Linked DNA regions of Anas platyrhynchos: region 1 is linked to region 2. Evidence: chromatin contacts called from public Hi-C data. All regions are on one chromosome and are shown on one strand. Each heading gives the region's core, a stretch centred on a gene start, on an enhancer-like site or on the middle of the called end of the contact. The rest is flanking DNA. Distances are from core to core; before and after follow the strand shown. Region 1 overlaps LOC101791980 (lymphocyte antigen 6E). Region 2 holds the start of LOC140001799 (lymphocyte antigen 6E-like).

Region 1 (2,700 bases), core at 49-2,548, 51 kb after region 2:
TATAAACACAGAAGAGAAAGGCAGGGCCTCATGGAAAGGTTTGCAGAGGGCTCCAAAATCAGAGCCCGTCAAGTTGTTGGGAATGGCCCCGATCTGTCTGCATATGTAGGTCAACAATTGCAGTGTGGATGTGAAGTTCTTAATATGTAAAATACAGAGAAGATCATCCATCCACTGCCAAATACACAAGTCCATGCTGAGTCACTAGTCCAGGCAGTTTCTGCGACCGTTTCCCTCCGCTGAATGCTATTTCCCAATCTTTCCCCTTCCTTGGATGTGGGATGGGAACTAGTTGGTGCAATCCATCCTGCTGGTGCAGGGTTGACCACATTGGGGAACCTGCCCTGTAGGAAGTCGTGCTTCTCTGCTCTTCCTCTGCTCCACATTAGAAAGGTTGGTTGAAAGCAGCATGCTTTCATAGTGCTGTGACTCTCAGGGTAATGGGGCGCTGCAAGTCCTTGCAGGTCTTGCTGCAGCGCTGGGCTTGCTTCGGCTGGGAATTCGTTTCTACCATGTATTGTTAGCTCAAGTGTAGCCTAAGCTTTGTGCCCTGCTGCCAAAGGCAGGCCACGAAAAGCTCGAACCTGTAGTCACACCTGGAGCAGTTCCCATTGGTGTCCAGGGTAGCAGAGGTGAATAAGCCCAAATCTCAGCATCCAACCTGCAAGCCTGAACCTGCTTTCGGGTTGGCAGCCGCTGCTTGGACCAGCTCTTGGTGCAAATAAGAGCATGCCATGAAGCACCAGGCTGACCCGCAGTTGCATCGAGGCTTTAGCTGGCAGCTAACCCAACCGAAACCTTAACATTTATCCCTTGTGCTTGAACCCTCAGACAAATTTGGGGGGCAAAAAGGCTATCACAGATCGACGCAGCCTGAACAGCAAGCACGGGCTGTGGCTGGATGCCGCGAGTGCTGCGTGCTGGAGGTGGGGACCTCTGAGCAGCAATGTCTCCCCACCAGCCCCTAACTGAGCCGTGCCTTTCTCTTGCAGCCCACACACTCGTCTGCTTTTCCTGCTCGGATGCATCCTCCAACTGGGGCTGCCTGAAGCCTGTCACGTGCGGGGAGAATGAAAACTACTGTGTGACAACGTACGTCGGAGTGGGACTTGGTGAGTCTTCCTCGCTGCTCTCTGGGATTACATGGGGAAGTGCGTGAAGGTTTTCCTTCCTCTGGCTGGAGAAAGGAGAAAGTTCTGTGTGGCAGCTGTGTCGGACCACCCTAAAGGCATTTTGCGAGAGATGTGCTGCCAAACCAAGTCACATTAAAGCCCACGTGTCTGCACTGATGCCAGGAGTCCGAGGGGAACTTAGGGGTGGAGAGAGGAGGTTGCTGGTGAAAGGGGCGAGGTCGAGGGTGTTGCAGGCTTCCTATGCAGGAAAGGTCCAGGGTTACTCTTCCAGCTTTTGCTCTGTGCTAGCTTGTGTTGTTTGTCTCTGCCTGTGATTTTTTGCCCTCTGTAGGCATGGTGGGATTGCCAGGAACTTGCAGCTTCCCTCCCTAAATGCCTGCTTTTCATAGAAGGAAAAAAGCACCAAGAAAGCTCCGGGGGATCTCCCAGAGAAGCAGCCTGCTCTGGCAGGTCCCCTGGTGGCATTGCAGAGCTCGCATCCCATCCTGGCTTGCCCTGCTCTCCCTCAGCCTCTCCTTCCAACATGCAGGAGGGAAGAGTGTTGCATGCCCGAGTTGCAGAGCCCATAATGTGGGCGGCTTGTGCATGCACAAATGGAGGCCAGGAGTTTTTATAAACCTGTCATCTTAGCACACGGTGCTAATGGCTTCCTATTTCTTGAGCTCGCTGCTAAATGCGAGCTGCGCCTCGCTCGCAGCTGAGCTCGTAACGCGGCGTTCGCTCACGAGTCCCTCTCCAGCTTGAGGAGCCCCAGGGTCAAGCTTGAAGTGGGATTTTTGACATTCTCCACCAGAGCTGTGGCAGACAAATTTTGGCCAGCAGCCTGGGAGGGCTGTCCCTGGGTTGTACGGTCTCTAGGGGCAGTGTGGAAAGTAGGTGGGGGTGTTTCTCGAAGTGTGTGGGCTGGTTGAGGTTGACGAGAAGTGCTACATCCTCTCTGAACTGCACATGACACTCTAGCTTTTTCGGTGCTGTTGTTTCCTCTGCAGAATATATCAAAAGGCTGAAAGGTTTTAAACCCGTCTGCTTTCTGTTTTTTCTTCCTCTCCCCTTCCCCACTGAAATTCAGGTGGCAAGTCCGGCCAGTCCATCTCCAAAGGATGCTCTCCCATTTGCCCCAGTGCCGGGATTAACGTTGGCATAGCGGCTGCCTCCGTTTACTGCTGCGACTCCTTCCTCTGCAACATCAGCGGCTCCAGCAACGTGAAAGCCAGCTACACCGTCCTGGCCTTGGGCATCCTGGTCAGCTTCTTCTACATCCTCAGGGCTCGTGAGTGATGGGGCTGGCCGAGGAAGAGCCGGTGCCCTGGGGACGGTGGGGGCACCCCCGGCGAGCCCACCTCTGCAACGTGGTGCCCCGTCTTCCACGGGCTGCCGCGGGTCTCATTAGCCAATATTTTCTCTATCGCTGCCCACAAGGAGATCCTCTACTTCTCAGCAGGCCTCCGCGGTGGTCGTTTCCCAGACTTTATGCTCTTCCAGCATCAGAGACCTGGGCGGTTGGGCCCAACCGTTCTCCTCCTTCTCCTTCGGACCTACCCCGCTGCACTCTTGCACCTCCCGGTGG
Region 2 (2,700 bases), core at 79-2,578:
CTGCCCCTAAACACCTCCCCCACCCCCACCCTTTTTTTTTTTTTTTTCTTTCCTTAAAATGGAAGATACCACGGGTTTTGGTGTCCTTCTGAACTTCCTCTGGTCATGCCTTCACTGTGATGAGCAATGATTAGTCCTATCAGCTGCCCTGAATGTGCAAGATGCACATGACCTGTGCTTCAGAGATGCTTACCCATATGCTCCCAAAGAGCTCAACCCCAGGCATTTTTGCCCTCCCTTAGTCAATCTAAGCATTTTTATTTTTATTTTTTTCACATTCTCTCTCTTCTTCTGCAGTTCCATCTGATAAAGCACAGTTTGTGCAGATCAGCTGGATACCTGTTATCTCTTTCCTGCAGACCAACACTTGCAGGGTGGAGAAGGGGAGAGCAGAGAGCTGAGTGCCCAGGCAGATTTATTCAGATTTATTTAGAGAGGCTGCTCCTGCTTTGTCCTCTCTGCTCTTTGGTGCCTGGGCGGGTGGTGACTCACGGAGACATCTGCTGATTTGCTGCACCAAACCTCCTGATGGCTCGTTCCCTGGAAGCAGAAGTGGGACAGGCGGTCAAACTGAGGACCCAGAAGGGTTGAAATTACCATCTCCAGCTCCACCCAAATAGATAAACATGCAGAGAAATGGTAAAGGATGGGAGCCTTACGTTTGACTGTTATCCAGCAGGACTTTGGATCGGATGTTCCATGTAGAAGGAGGACAAAGATGTTTTTAGCCTTTGCTCAGATGTAGCAAAACTGGAAACCACCCTCCAATATGCTGGCTCCTGTGTGTGGACCCCAAAGACATTGCTCCCTTGCTGCAGCTGCTCTCAAAAGTAGGATGCGGAACATTTAGGACTTTGTAACTAACCAGCAGCTTTTATAGACAACGGGAAATAATAAAACCTTTCCTGTTTGTATTGCCAACCATGGAGACGCAGCTAGGTTTGTCCTGACCGTAGGTACTGGGAGTTCTCCAAATCTGACCCTGGAAAGGCTCTTGGCAGTCATCCACCCCGATGAAGCCATCAATTTGTGCAACTTACTGCCATTTTGCTTTGAGTAGATGCCTTCACTGAATTATCTGGCCACAAACATGATGATCAGATTGGAACTAAACAGTACAAAAACCCCACTCAGACATCAGTAGCACTACTAGCCTGACCATGGAGACATCAAAGTATTAAAAGCAATAAATGGAATGAATTGCCTTAGTGCTTTCACTCATCTCCGACCCCATCTGACCAGCCTGAAGGCAACGCCGAGGTGAGAAAACAACCCACATGCATTCCTATCCTGTCAAATAACACATGATCCCTGCCCATTCTTTCAAAATTGTTGTCTTCATAATCACTCAGTCCAAACGCAGGGAAGATATATATCCTGTCCCCAGATGAGGGTGATTTTCCTGGGCTGTGGACACGGCTCGGAAACGATGAAGGCCTTGCTCCTCGCCCTGCTGGCTTTGGTCCTATGTACAGAGCAAGGTAAGGCATTACGGTTCCTTCTAGACAAAGAATAATTGCATGTTGGAAGGCCAAGAAGGCCTTGTAGCCAGGGAAAGAAGTGGTGGAAAGGGTTGCCTTAGTGCTTGATGAAGGACTTAGTGTTTCTCTTTGGGTTTCTCAGCCTGGCTGTGCCAAGGGTGTTTTTTTTTCTGCAGGGGAATTTTCTCTATGAACTCGTGTACTACTGGACTAAAAAGAAAAAAAAAAAAAAAAAAAAAAAGGAAGCAGTTGCCACTTTTAAGTCTTTGTTAAAAGATTTTCCTGTGGGTTTACTTGTTCAGATGATGTAAGACTGTGGTTATTTCTAAATCTTGATGAAGAAGTGCTGCAGCCCACTATCACAAAACACATCAACAGCTCCCGGCTCCTGCAGGTGGTGACACCGCTTCTAGCAGCAGCACGGGGACAGGGCCAGACCTACAGCATCTGCCCTTGTGCCCTGATGTTTGCCCATCTCAGAGACCCTACAGGGGTGATTTCAGAGGCTTTGGTGTCAAGATGGGGAGAAGTTGCTCTGCGGGGTCGACAGCCTTATGCTGGGATATTGGGTGGAGAGGAACATTTGCATATTATTTGCATTACAGATTATATAGTTTATTTCACAAAGAGATTGCAAAGGAAAAGTACATGGTCCTACAGCCTCCACAGACAAGTCACTTAAGCAGCCAAAGAGAATTAATGTTATCATCATTTTCTAGAGAGGAATTAGCTTTGCCAGCTCTTGGAGATTTGCCACATTATCTGGTGCGGAAAAATAATGTCTTAGAGTAGTTATTTCTGTCTCATTGTGGCCTAAGAATACTTTTCTGCCATTTAACATGGTTCGCCTTCCAGAATAGTGATCTTGACAAATTTCCTAGCATTAACAAGGCCCGAGGGACAGAGATTGTCTTCAGCCCCAAAACCAAGAGCACCTTAACTCAGTTTAGAAGACCTAGGAAGTAAAAATGAAGTATTGGAGTGTATGGGTCATAGGGGTGAATTCACACTGCTAAGAGTTAAATGCCAGTCTTCTCATCAGTGTTTTAACCCAGGTTTGGGGGCATTAAATCCCACTCAAAGATGCAGGTGTGGCAGACTGACTTCTTCAGCCCAAGGAGGTCCCAATTAATGGGACTAACAACTGCCAGTGCTTACTGCCCAATTAGTCAGGAGTGTAATTTGTAGGGTCTCCAGCAGCTGGAAAGGGTGAACCCAA

What was found. Hi-C and Micro-C count contacts between places; a contact is called where the count stands out from the background.
Region 1: a Hi-C map of subcutaneous adipose tissue shows a contact between it and region 2, with 2.2 times the contacts expected there. The contact joins the enhancer-like site here to the promoter of LOC140001799 in region 2. A contact is called at or near these places in 4 of 8 Hi-C or Micro-C datasets (liver, skeletal muscle and subcutaneous adipose tissue).

The regions. Positions count from the first base shown.
Region 1 is chr2:1,709,168-1,711,867 of IASCAAS_PekinDuck_T2T, forward strand. LOC101791980 (lymphocyte antigen 6E) reads left to right here. Exons shown (of 3, transcript XM_027452778.3): 2 at 993-1,112; 3 at 2,203-2,700. The coding sequence ends at 2,411. Among named protein-coding and RNA genes, the nearest start is that of TOP1MT, 76 kb to the left of the region's middle. Within about 2 kb of position 1,299, at least 1 of the 8 cell types and tissues checked has an H3K27ac peak or open chromatin away from gene starts, as enhancers often do. A contact at or near this core is called in subcutaneous adipose tissue, where this site is marked.
Region 2 is chr2:1,658,339-1,661,038 of IASCAAS_PekinDuck_T2T, forward strand. LOC140001799 (lymphocyte antigen 6E-like) reads left to right here and starts at 1,329. Exons shown (of 4, transcript XM_072034258.1): 1 at 1,329-1,481. The coding sequence starts at 1,388.